Linked DNA regions of Zea mays: regions 2 and 3 are each linked to region 1. The links are chromatin contacts, called in public Hi-C maps. All regions are on one chromosome and are shown on one strand. Each heading gives the region's core, a stretch centred on a gene start, on an enhancer-like site or on the middle of the called end of the contact. The rest is flanking DNA. Distances are from core to core; before and after follow the strand shown. Region 1 holds the start of LOC100382459 (Peroxidase 73). Region 2 holds the start of LOC100285096. Region 3 holds the start of LOC100284288.

Evidence for each region. A called contact is a pair of places that touch in the nucleus more often than the background predicts.
Region 2: a Hi-C map of endosperm shows a contact between it and region 1, with 4 times the contacts expected there. The contact joins the promoter of LOC100285096 here to the promoter of LOC100382459 in region 1. A contact is called at or near these places in 3 of 25 Hi-C or Micro-C datasets (bundle sheath, endosperm and leaf).
Region 3: a contact with region 1 is called in a Hi-C map of endosperm, with 4 times the contacts expected there. The contact joins the promoter of LOC100284288 here to the promoter of LOC100382459 in region 1. A contact is called at or near these places in 3 of 25 Hi-C or Micro-C datasets (ear, endosperm and leaf).

What each region holds. Positions count from the first base shown.
Region 1 is chr1:286,377,996-286,382,457 of Zm-B73-REFERENCE-NAM-5.0, forward strand. LOC100382459 (Peroxidase 73) reads left to right here and starts at 2,121. Exons shown (of 3, transcript NM_001175200.1): 1 at 2,121-3,223; 2 at 3,440-3,605; 3 at 4,103-4,462. The coding sequence starts at 2,717.
Region 2 is chr1:285,929,809-285,934,270 of Zm-B73-REFERENCE-NAM-5.0, forward strand. It overlaps LOC100285096, which reads right to left and starts at 2,051. Exons shown (of 1, transcript NM_001157991.2): 1 at 1-2,051. The coding sequence starts at 1,822.
Region 3 is chr1:286,710,532-286,714,993 of Zm-B73-REFERENCE-NAM-5.0, forward strand. LOC100284288 reads right to left here and starts at 2,059. Exons shown (of 1, transcript NM_001157183.2): 1 at 694-2,059. The coding sequence starts at 1,937. The coding sequence ends at 1,101.

The DNA of each region.
Region 1 (4,462 bases), core at 871-3,370:
AGTACCAGACAGTGCTCAATAATGACGATGAGGATGATAGACGACCGTCTCCCTCTCATCGGTGGACCGGGCAGACTGCACTCAGCGGCTATTTATTACACAAGCTTCTCAAGGCAAGTTTCTTTGGAGAAACGCTACTCAGGGTGCAGGTGCAGCTCGCTCTTTACGTAGCCACTGTACTTATCAAAGGAAGAGTCCAATGCAGGACCGACCTCTTTGCGAAGCATGTGGTCGATAGTCCAGTCTTTTTTTGCGGTCCTTGCCGTGCGCCAGAAGAAACAACTGAACACATCTTCTTCAACTGCCCCAAGGCCATCCAACTCTGGGAAAAAAGCCATTCAGGCCACTTTTCCCGCAACCAGGAACATGTTTGTGCCTACGGGGGGGACGTTTTACAGCACTCACTCTGAACTCTGAAGATGAGCAACAACATGCCAGCAGAACAGCGCAGCATGCTCGTCGCCCTTCGCTGCTGGCAGATTTGGAAGAGAAGGAACGCGACGGTCTCTTTCGCAACGAGACAAGCTCCCCACTACGCCAGCTTCTGATCTCTAGTGCAGCCGAGAGCCGAAGCACATTCCTCGCCATTGCCCATGAATGGCGCGCACCAACCGATAGAGCGACCAGGACCAGATAGCGCACGCGCGCATTCGCTGAATGAAAAGTGCTGGCGGGTGCCGTGGCCCGTGGCAGACCTGGCGCTCCGCCCCCGTGATGGGCAAAAGACTGGGGGAGACTCGGGAGCTAGCCGCCCATGGCGCATGGCCTATCCGGTTTGGTAGGAGGGCCAGTCCGCAACAACCCGAGGGGAACTGGGAAGGGGATCGACAGCTGAACTGAAACATCAGAAGCCGTGGCTCATTTTCTGCCAACACCCGGCGAACCGCGGTTGAAAACTTGAAATTGTCCCGTCACCCCGCTACTTGGGCCGCGTGGCGTGGGCCTGATCCAGATCCAGGCCCCGCTAGCCGCTACTGGCGAGTCTGTCCGATCAGAGAGGCAGGGACCGCGTCGGACCCGACCGGTCAGGAAGTTATTATGCGGGTGTGGCTGGGCCGCTGACGTTAGCTGCCCGTTAATCGCCACCAAAGGATCATCGGATGGTGAAAAAGACAGACAGCGACTGCAGGTGGCCGTTAGCATCAGCCATCAGAGTTATCAGACAAGCCAACACAATCGCCCGTTGACGCCTCTGCTTGGGGTTGGGGTCTCGGGTAAGTGGATGTTAACATCAAACACCAACGTTCAAAAAACACCGCCACTTCCATTAATCCCTTCGCCCGTTGCACTGCAATTGCCCGCCTCGGTAGTGCGCCGCGCCCGGGCTGCTTCTGACAAATTTACAGGAGGACCGAAAAGAAGTAGTACTCTCCTACTGTGACAATGTTCTGGGGAAAAAAGAAGGCACGCGACGCTGATGCATGCTTGCTACGATCCAAGGCGCCCAGGGGGCAGCACGATGGTCGAATAAGCAACGGGACTCTTTCAGGTACACGCCACTTTTTTTGCGCCGCCATGGGCCCCTAGGAGCTACTAGGCCACACCAATTATCGCGACTACTACTAGCACCAGCCGCTACCAGCGGCGGATTCTGGACGTCTTCCTTCCAATCATAAAAACCTACTACCTGCCCCGGGATGCAGGCCAAGCGCCTGGCCTTGGACGCACTCGCGTTTCCGGATGCGCAGAGACGACGACACAACACAACTATCTGCTGCTGCCTCGAACCGTCGAGTCACGCAGCCGCGGTGACCATATGCCATGCCGCGTGATACATGTGCAATCCCTTGCGCCTGTGTTACCGCGAGGTCCCGTAACCGTAACCTACGGACCGAGCCTTGCTTTCAGTTTATCCGAGTTGGATTGGATCAATCAAGTCTTGTTTCCAGCTTCCGTGACGGTACTACACCACATCCCAGGACACGCCAACCAAAAAAAAAAGTTTCAGTTTACTTGTTCGCTTGCCCTTCTCGTGAGATCTCTGTATTATCAGCACTGTGCCACTGCCACCACGGGAGTAGCGACGAGCACAGTAGTACGTACTGGCATTGTTACTTGTGCCCTGCCCCCACTGCTTGCAAAACGCAAGCCCTTGGTCAGTTGGTCTCGCGCGCGCGCACCAACCACGCCATGTGGAGGTTGCGATCGCAGCGCACACATGTTCGCGTCGCCGGCGGCCAGCTAGCCATGCCGCATACGCCCACCGGACCGGACACGCAGGGCGCATGTGTCTCCGCAGTCGCACCGCACGGGCCCCGCTCTCGCCATCCGCCCTAGCGCACGCATCTCGGCGCGTGCCCCCAACGGAGCCGTCCATGACGTACCGCGCGCCGCCGCCTCCGCGCATTAAAAACCATCGATCACTGACCGGCTCCCGAGGAGACTTGGCTTGTACTGCATCGCAAACCGCAATCGCACGCGGCACTTGCCCCCCGCGATCATAACCTCACCGCCCGCCACCAGCTGCAGCCACAAGCGCAGCGCTCGACAGCCTCACCAGCCGCCATCACTCGCGGCAGTACCCGGCCGCTGGGACTGCAAGAGTGGGGAGTGAGACGCTGCTGCTGTTGCCGAGCGCGAGGAGACACTACTACTCACTCAAGAGTCAAGACTCAACAGCAGCAGGGGCGACCGAGCTCTGCGTGCGTGGGGAGAACCGGAGAAGGCAGCAGAGGAGGGAGGGAGGGAGCGCGTGGACCAGGCTAGGCGCAGCAGCATGGGCGCCGGGATCAGGGTCCTGGCGGCGCTCTTGGCGGCGCTCGCGGCAGCCACCGCCGGCGTGACGGCGCAGCTGCGGCAGGACTACTACGCGGCGGTGTGCCCGGACCTGGAGAGCATCGTGCGCGCCGCGGTGTCCAAGAAGGTGCAGGCGCAGCCCGTCGCCGTGGGCGCCACCATCCGCCTCTTCTTCCACGACTGCTTCGTCGAGGTGCGCGCTTCCTCTTCCTCTTCCTCGACGACTGCCTGTGTTTCTGACGGACCGGGGCGACTGGCGATGCTTCAACTTCCCGCGTGCATGCAGGGCTGCGACGCGTCGGTGATCCTGGTGTCCACGGGGAACAACACGGCGGAGAAGGACCACCCGAGCAACCTCTCCCTGGCCGGCGACGGCTTCGACACCGTCATCCAGGCCAAGGCGGCCGTGGACGCCGTGCCGGCGTGCGCCAACCAGGTGTCGTGCGCCGACATCCTGGCGCTGGCCACCCGGGACGTCATTGAGCTGGTACCATACCACACGTCCTCTCCTAGCACACGCGGCGCGGTCCAATCAATGCCCGGCACAGATCGCACCCACCTTTCTTCTTCCGGACCCCCAAAGCTCCCGAACTTTGGAGGATTCCCCTGGGATGCGGAAGCGGAGCCTACTAGTAAAGCGTAGCGTAGTAGGACAGCAGCACTACAGGGTACAGGCTCTCTGATCCTCGATCGGTTCGCGCAGGCTGGCGGGCCGTCGTACGCGGTGGAGCTGGGGAGGCTGGACGGGCTGGTGTCCATGTCCACCAACGTCGACGGCAAGCTGCCGCCGCCGTCCTTCAACCTGGACCAGCTGACGAGCATTTTCGCCCTCAACAACCTGTCGCAGGCCGACATGATTGCTTTATCTGGTGAGCAAATTACTACCGCTCCAGTGCGTTCTTCTTTTTTCCCCCTTCAACAGCTGCTGTATCAGCGTCAGCGAAGTACGCAGGCTAGATTCCGTTCCATGTCTTTCAAGTCAAGCAAAGGGCCCGCCCAACGGACCAAGGCCAACGCTCCCAGCGCCGCAATTAACTGCAAACGTTTTATTATTAGTGGTCTCTCGAAGCATCCGTAGCGCCCATAGAAAATGCATTATCCCCCCTAGCCCTAGGTTAGTAGTAGTACAGTGGAGTGTGTGTGTGTGTGGCACTGCAGCTGGTCGCTCGTAGTCGTAGATCTGAAACGAGTCAACCGTGGCGACTGTCTCTGTCTGGAATGCTGGCTCGGTAGCCGTGCTTGCTTGCACAGATGCACGTGAAAGACCGGCCAGCATCGCATTATTGATACCATACCATGGCCTCTGGCTGAACTGAGCTGACGTGGCGTTGGGGTTCCTTCCTCATCGGCTCATCCTCTTGCACAGCGGCGCACACGGTGGGGTTCGCGCACTGCAGCACGTTCTCGGACCGGATCCAGCCGCAGTCGGTGGACCCGACGATGAACGCGACGTACGCGGAGGACCTGCAGGCGGCGTGCCCGGCGGGGGTGGACCCCAACATCGCGCTGCAGCTGGACCCCGTGACGCCGCAGGCCTTCGACAACCAGTACTTCGCCAACCTGGTGGACGGCCGGGGGCTCTTCGCCTCCGACCAGGTGCTCTTCTCCGACGCGCGGTCGCAGCCCACCGTGGTGGCGTGGGCGCAGAACGCCACCGCCTTCGAGCAGGCCTTCGTCGACGCCATCACCAGGCTCGGCCGCGTCGGCGTCAAGACCGACCCGTCGC
Region 2 (4,462 bases), core at 801-3,300, 450 kb before region 1:
CGTGGCCGGCGCCCACGTCCAGCGGCGTGGCCGGCCGCCCCGTGGCCACGTCCAGGATGCCGTTGCCGCCGCCGGGGTACTCGTTGTACGCCGTCGTCATCAGCGCCGACCGGATGGCTGCCGGGCTCCACTCCGGGTGCGCCGCGCGGAGCAGCGCGGCGAGCCCGCTCACGTGCGGGCACGACATGGACGTGCCGGAGATGATGTTGAAGCCGACGCGGCGGCCGTCGCCGGGGAGCCCCGACGGGCCGACGGACCCCGACCACGCCGCCAGGATGTTCACGCCGGGCGCGATGATGTCCGGCTTCAGGACGCTCGACGTCACAGTGTTGGGGCCCCGGGAGGAGAATGCCGCGACGACGGGAGACGGCTTGACGCCGACCTTCGTCCCGGCGAACACGATGGTGGCCGTCGCTTTCGGATCCGACATGGCGTAGTCCCTCATGGCGTTGCCGGCTTTCTCCCCCACGCCGGAGCCCGGGAGAACGTGCGCGTCGGCGACGAGCTCCTCGCCGTTGGCGGCGGTGTTGGCGAGAACCATGCCGGCGCCGCCGGCGTCTTTGACGACGAAGCCCTTCTGGACCCTGGCATTGGTGCCGCGGTCGCAAAGGACGATCTTGCCGGCCACCTTCTCCGGGATCAGGCTGCCGGACATGCAGAGCTGGCCCATGCTGCTGTTGGACGCGTTCCCCGCGTAGATGAAGGGCATCGGCGTGGTGGGCAACGGCTTGCCGCTGTACAGGGACACCCCCGTGTAGTTCTTGCCGTTGCCGAGCGTGACGTAGGCGGGGAAGTCGCGGTCGATGGTCCCGGCGCCCACGGTGGTGATCCACGGCGCGCCGTTGGACAGCGTCGCGGCGCCCGGGCCGGCATTGCCCGCGGAGCAGGACACGAAGATCCCCTTCTCCATGGCGCTGAAAGCGCCCACCGCGATGCTGTCGCGGTAGTACTCCGCCGTGCCGCCGCCAAGGGAGAGCGAGAGCACGTCGACGCCGTCCGTCACGGCGACCTCCATGGCCTTGAGGATGTCGGAGCTGAAGCACCCGCCGACCCAGCACACCTTGTACGTGGCGACGCGGGCGCGGGGCGCCATGCCCTTGGCCGTGCCGGCAGCGTAGCCGAGCAGGTCGGCGCCCTGGACGGCGCCGCCCGCCGCGGTGCTGGACGTGTGCGTCCCGTGGCCGTCGTTGTCCCTCGGCGACCGGGATTCCTTGGACGTGTCCACGGGGCCCTTGGCCGCCTCATAGCCCGTCAGGAAGAACCTCGCGCCGATGAGCTTCTTGTTGCACGCGGAGGCGTTGAAGTCGTTGCCGTCCTCGCACTTGCCCTTCCAGCCCGCAGGCACGGGGCCGAACCCGGTGTCGTCGTAGCTCGGCCTCTCCGGCCAGACGCCGGTGTCGAGCACCCCGACGACGACGTCGGTCCCGGTGCCCGACTGCGGGAACAGCGCGTCCGTGCCGTCCAGCCCCAGGAACTCGGGCGTCCGGGTGGTGTGCAGCTCGTACCGCACCTCCGGGTTGACGACGATCACCCCTGGCTGCGACTCCAGCGCCGCGGCCTCCGCGCGCGTCAGCCGCGCCGAGTAGCCGTGGAGGAGGGTGCTGTAGGTGTACAGCACGGTGGCGGCATCCGACACCGCCTGAAGCGACGCGGCGTACCATTCCTCATGCTCCGCGAACTCGTCCGGCATGGCGGAATGGGACATGTGGACGATGTAGGTCTGCCGGCCGTCTCGTCCGGCCACGGCCGCCGACGCCAAGAGCGCGGCGGCGGCGGCGGCGGCCATAGCTAAGATCACGCGTACCTCGCCATGGCGCCGCATTGTGAGTGAGCGAGTGAAGGTAACGGACGGAGTGGCGAATCTTGGCAGTGGAATTGAGCGTGTGAGAGAGGTAGATCGGGGCAGTGGTTTTATAGAATCGAGAACGGGGCCTCGAATGATTGCAACAGGACAAAGGGGAACAGATGGACCGCTGCTTCAGCGGCATCGATCGGACGGGAAGGCGTGACTGCGTGAGTGAGGAGCCGGGTGGAGAGAGAGAGAGATAGACATTAGACCGGGCCGCAGCCCGCAGTGCACATGGCTGGCCGCTTTTAACTTTTGGTTTTTTGGCATCACCGCCACATGACCGTTCCAGGAGCCAAAGATGCTGCTCGCAATCCGTGAAAGTGTTCACTCGTCCAGCGTCCAGTAGCAGCGGTCAAGAGCGGTTGCACATCGATCGTGTCCCCGTTGCCTGCGACCCGGCCCACGAGCCGGAGGACCAGGTAGAAACCGAAACCGGTGTCTGCGACTGCGATCAACGTCTCCACCTCCGTCATGGGCGGCCGCCGGGTTTCTGCCCAAGCTAATCTCTAAAGCCACAAAGAGCGGTTTCTTGAAGCTTTTCAGAGAGATAACGATAGCTTTAGATATAAAACAAGATGATGTCTCGTAATGATGCTGCTACTGCCGGACGTCGATGATGATGGTGGGAGGTGGCGGTGCCGAGCCAGCTCTTGGATGACGGCACGTGAATGAGCTTCTAGTCCCTACTGCTAGAAAACAACAATTCCTTTCGCCGCCATGTTCGGTTGCTGCCTAGCGCACGGCGGAGTCCCACGACTGCATGGGCAAACTGCTCGTCCAGATCGACGCGGACGAACGCCGCCCGGCCCTTTGGAGGAAAGCGAGCGAAAGGCGCCGTGCTTTGCTTCGCCGCGTGACGGTTCACACACTGACACGCACACCTCAGCAGTTCACATTTCACAGTTCACACACGCACATTCACACGCTGGAGCTGGAACGTGGGGGCGGTTCGCGGAAGTAACCGGCGATTTAGGTGCGGGTCTGGAAATGAACGGTGGGCCGCCTGACAATTGGGCTACGGTGGAGTGGTCCACTGGGCCCGAATTAGCCGTAGCCTGTAGGGCATCAGGCGCAGAGTCGAGTTTCGTCGACCGTTGCGGCGGCAGCGAGTTCAGGAAAAAACGATGTCGATTTTGTGTGCCTTGATATCAGATCTGCCCACCGAAACTGCATTGCCAAATAAATCGACTGTGCCTTCAACTTACCTCGGGTGTCGTGTCCAGATGGCCAACTTTGTGCAAGTGGCTTTGCACCATTGCCAGTGGCGCGCCTGCACTGGCGTGCTCTGCTGAAAGCCCACCGCCCCGGGCCATCTCCTCGAGAAATTTGCTATTTTGCCACTCTCGATTTTGGCTGCTTGTTATTATGCCATCCCGTGTCTATGACTGATGGGACCGTCTGTGTCTATGATTTGTGGGTCCGATGGCATACTGGCGAAGCCCACAAATGATAATGGCAAAATTGCCAATGGCTCCATCTCCTGCATGCCTGGAATGAATGGCACAGATGCTTCACGGCGGTGACATGCCACACCGTGCGTATTCATTCATTCATTCGTTCGTGCCGCGACGTGCCGTCGTACGCTACCCATGTCGGCGGCAGCGGTGAACATGAACACCACGACCGAATTTTTTGTATTTTGTCCCTTTCTCAAAAAAAAATTCACGTTTAGACCTTAAAAAATTTTAATGTCATTTTTGGACCCTTTGCTCGGCGCCATAGCCTATGGCACCGACGTAACACATCTCGGCGCCATAGGCTATGGCGCCAAGGTACGTGCTACGATGGCACAACCTGAACGACGTGGCGTCAACGTGGTACCGAGCTCGGCGCCAAGATCTATGGCGCCGAGCTCGGATGTGTAACAACAAAGTATGTCTAGCTCAGTCGGTAGAGTGCAATGCTTTTAACCTTGAGGTTGTGGGTTCAAGCCCCATGGTGGACGTTCAATATTTTTTTGTCTTTGTCACTATTTTTTTTGTCCATATTTTTCGTTTATGTCGCTGATTTGTCTGTCCAGATTTATTTTTCATCTAGTTTTTTTTTATTTTTATGACTGATTTATTTATTCATCTAGATATTTTTTGTTTTTGTTTTTGTTTATTCAAACTCCGTGACGCAAGTACCATGCACATAAGTAACCCACCCTATGGAAGTCGAAGTACTTTATAAAATCATCAAGTCACTGTTTATTTACACCTAGTATATTTATATTTTGGACTCTAAAACTCCAATAATCTAATGTATTCGAAATTATACTTTTAAATATTAATTAAAATTTATCATAGCTAAACCGGTAGCCGCTAACCAATGCAAGTATATTTATACTGGGAATATGTGTGCTTCTTTTTACTGGGAATATGTTATTATGTTTTTAGAATTTATGTTTAAAAGAACTCAATGAAAATATACTATTTTTATGTGGTCATGATTGAAGTAAGAGTGTTTTTATTTGATTTTTATTGTGGTTAGCTGAACAAACAAGAGAGAAAGTTGACGGCTTGCGGCCAATGTGGCACACAGCCGCTGTGCTCGCTGGATAAACAAAAAAATATGGACGGATAAACAAATCAGTCACAAAAACAAAAAATCTGGATAAGAAATAAATCTAGA
Region 3 (4,462 bases), core at 809-3,308, 330 kb after region 1:
GCGGCCACGCGCACGCACCCGGCGCACGTCGGCACCACCACCACCACCACCACCACGTCGTGCGCGTCACTCGCGACGCAGCCAGCGCCGCGGACGGTTCGGCGTGGAAGTGGGCGGGAAGCATCATGGCACGTACGTACGCACGGCACGGCACGGGGCGAGGCGAGACGCACCTAGATTTTCCGCATGGCTTCCAAGTTCCATTCCACCACCAAATGCGGCTGGCCGCTGCGAACTGTTGCGTCGAAAGCGATCCGGCCGCCAGTCGGCACGGCACGCACTTATCAACACCGGCCGGCGGGCGGGCGGGGCGACGTCGCTGTCGGCGGGCGTTCCACCCGCTAGTGGGCGCCGTCCGTCGGCGTTCCCGAAGCCGCAACGGCCCCAGGTTTGCTGTTCCCACTTGTGGCGGCGGGCGCAGGGCGTCGCTGCTCCGCAACCGCAGCAAGTGGTGGACGCTCGTGGAACCGGATTAATGTTATCGCCAGCCGGGATTGATGGACGTCACTGGCTGAGTACGCGAGGACGACGAAAGAAAAAAAAAGGTAGGATATGAGGGAGGACGTTGCTTCTGAGAGGCGAAGCAGACTGCTCCGTTTCTTACCATGGAAGCAAGCCAGCCAAAGGGATGGTTCGAGCTGGCAACGGAAAGAGCATCTGCAACTGCATCTACAGAGACTTGAACCAGGCATGGAACAAATGGGTATCTGATTCCATACTAATCTCCAATCCATCATTTACAATAAGCTTATGATACAAAACCACTAATTCACCAATGATCTCTGATAATGAGAACCAAGTGTGTATGAACTGTAGTGTACTGACAGCTAATAAGGATACAAGTTCTACTCTTCCACAGGAATAGGAAGACCTATAGGTACGGTATTGTATTGGTATGTATACGATGACTATGCATCTTTTCTCGCACTCGGTACTGTACAAGAGGAGCAGCCACAAAAATCAAACAATAGCGCTACTGGCACCATACGAAATGAATGAACGAATAGTGTGTTCCACTTCCACCGCTGAACTCGGCAGCTGCGGACCAAAATCTTGGACGGGTGATGAGATGAGATCCGCCGCCCGCGCGCGCAGCGGTTTCACGCGGTCATGAGGAGGCGGGGCTTCTTGAAGGCGAGGGGGCTCTGCACCTCCTCGTCCTCCTCCCACATCTTGCCGGGCTTGCCGCACCGGAACACGAACTCCGGCACGGCCGGGAGGTTGAGGTCGAACGCACGCGCGGCGGAGCTCCCGACCTCGGCGGACGTCTCGGCGGGCGCCGCCGGGACGTCGGTGGACGCGGCGGCGCTGCCGACGCCCCCGTCGTAGTGCTTCCTCTTGTGCCCGCCGAGCGCCTGGCCGGTCGGGAACTCCTTGTGGCAGACGGAGCACCTGTGGACTCTGCTCGAGGCCGCCCCGTCGGAGGACGCGGCGGTGGATGACGTGGCCGGCTCGCGGCCGACCTCGACTGGCGGCAGCGGCGGGACGACGACGGTGATCGGGGCGGGGGCCTCCGGGACGGGCACTGCTGCCGAGACAGTTACAGCGGCGGCAGTAGGAGGAGGAGGAGGCGTCGGCAGCTTGACCCGGTGGCTGGTCTTGTGGCCCCCCAGCGCCTGGTAGGAGCTGAAGGACTTGCCGCAGACGGAGCACCTGAACTCCGCGGCGGCCGGCGCCGCGGACGGGACCGGCGTTGGCGGCGCCTGGACGCGGTGGTGGCCACCGCGGGAGAGCATGAGGAGGCAGAGCGCGAGGTTCTCCTCCTCCGATCGCTGGCGGCGCGAGCGCTTCCTCTTGGCCCACCCCTGGGGCACGTGGGCGCCCTCGTCCCCGCCCGTGGCGGTGGCGCTGCTGCTCGTGGTCGTCGCTGCGGGCGCGACCTCCTCCTCGCTCTGCTTCTCCGGGACGACGGCGTGGAGCAGCTCCATGGAAGACATGGTAGAATAATGCAAGCTCAAGCTTCGCTGGGAGACGGGGCTGTTTGGCTGCGACTTGTTCTCGCGGTGGTTGCTTGGGCGCCTTGCTCTCGCTCGCTGTGGTGAGACTGTGCGAGTGTGATGAGTGAGGGGAGTGAGGGTTTTAAAGCGGTGGCGGGTGTGTGATGGGGCGTGGGAAGTTGCGTCGTAGGTGGGGGTAGTGAGGTGGTCGCGGCGTGGGCACGCACGCGGCACAGTCACAGGTGGGGGCGCGGCGGCAGTGGGTGGGAAGCCGGTGGAGTGGCGGCTAGAGACGGGTTGGGTTGAGACGTTGAGTTGAGTAGTCTCGTTCGGGTGGGTGCATGGGTGGTGGACGGAGGCGGCGAGAGGGCTGCAGGGAAGAGGTCGTGGTCAACGTGGAGGCGAAGACACGGAGAGGATGCAAAGGGGAAGCCGGGCAGCACAACTTGCCTGCCGCTGAGCTGAGCGGTGCGGTGCGGTGGAACGAGAACGACGACTGGTCGTGCGAGTGTGGTAGGGTAGGAGAGTGTGTACAGGTACAGGCCAGCTAGTATGTGCGAGAAAAGAGAGGTGTGGGGAGGGAGGACTGACCGGGGCGCGCGGCTCCTGCGTCGCTGTGGATGTGAGATGCGGTCGTCGTCGGTTGCGGATCCATACATATCTCGAACCGATCCACGCATACCCGGCTTGATCCGGCAACGCTGGACGCGCGGGCGGGCAGACGGACCCGGATCGAGTAATAAGCAAGCAAAAAAAACAACGAATTACAGCAGGTTTTATTTTTCTTTTTGCGAACCAACAAATTAAGCTTCCATATTTTAACTAGTGTGTGCACACTGAAAACTGAAGTACGTAGTATGTCACAAACTTTGTTGGCGCTTATATATTACTACGGTGCTGCGCGGTAGTAGTAGGAAGAGGAGGATGAGCAGTTTGTCTGGTGTCTGCGCTAGTAGCCTAGTACTCTGCGAGGCATTTTAAGCACATGCGCAAACATGCAAACGCTTGAGCGGTGGTCCTCGGCTCCCCGTCGCCCCCTGTTCTGGCCAGGCAGACGGTTCCAAGTCCAAAACAAACCAGAACCGAACCGGTAGCAACTAGCAAGTCGGGCGCAGACCACGCGGTGGGTGGGCCCGCAACAGCGCGCATGGAAGATTCCAACAGCCTGGGCACCTCGAGGGGGTCAGTTAAAATAACCCATCGCGTATGAGCTTCCGTCGGCTGAAGTGGCACCGGGTTGCATGGATCTTCTGCATCTACCAGATAGGCACGCGGTTGCGGAGAATTTTTCTTTTCTTTTCTAGATGGGTTAATGGCAGTGGGAGCAGCCGTTGACACTTGCGCTGTCACAGTCTCGCGTTAGTACGTTCACGCACATGATATATAAGCTGTAGTAAAGAAATTGGAATCGGTAGTTAAGTTCTGTCATTTTTTTTAAAGTCTGTCGTTAAAACAGGATTTTTCTTTGTTGTCCAGACCTCGATCAGTTACCCTCTCCCAACAATGCCTTTTATTTGTTTAAAAATAAAAAAGCACTCCCAGAGCGATGCTTTGTGGATGAGCATATGACTTCTAAGACGTGCTAACAATGGCAAGAAGACTCTATCCTTGCAAAAACCTCATGTAGCTAGACAATTAGAAGACTACCACCGTACCACCACTACTGGTACTAATAGATAAGCACAACACAGCCTCTATGTTCCGTAAATACTAGTACTACTAGTATACTGCACACATGGCGTGCGTGCCTATAGCAGCCTCTCTGCTGTCACTCGCTATGTCACGCTGTGCACCACCTAACACGTCGTTGCCTTGGCTCGTATAAAAGTCGGATTTGGATCAGCAAGCTTGATCTACACCAAGTTGGCACATGCGTTAGACAAAACAAGTCCTCACTCCACACTCCACAGACTATCACTTACGTCCTGGCAGACGCAACGCCCACGTACAAGCCCCGAATGCACCTGTTCGGCTTCGGCGGCCGTGCTGCGCTGCCACTCTCAACCCTTCGTTGCCTCGTTGGCTGCGCCGAGCAGAGTCCTCCGTTGCTCCGTCCATACGAAAACGGATACGGGATAAGCTACGCATAATATTGACTATGTGCGATCAAGACAATGTTATAAATATAAGCTACGACCCAACTATTATTATTAGGTATATAACACAGTACCAGAGAAGGGTTCTATCACAAGCAACAACATGTTTATCCCATGATTCTTCTCACACTCATTGCTAATCAACACCGGCCGTATCCATAGCAGCACATCTTCGTAGCATCCACACATACGGAGACAAAATGCTACAGCACCGGCGTGCCAGCTAAAAGATCAAAATACCCAAGATATAGATGAATTGGGCGTCTCCAAATTTTCTTGCACAAATTAAAACAAGTAATCAAGCTCAACTTCGTTCCTTATGCCTTATAGTTCGATCAAAAGTTCTGCACACCAAGTTCCAATCATAGACTAGTATGAAAATTCTAGTGATATAAATACTTAAAAGAAATTGTTTAAATATAAATGATT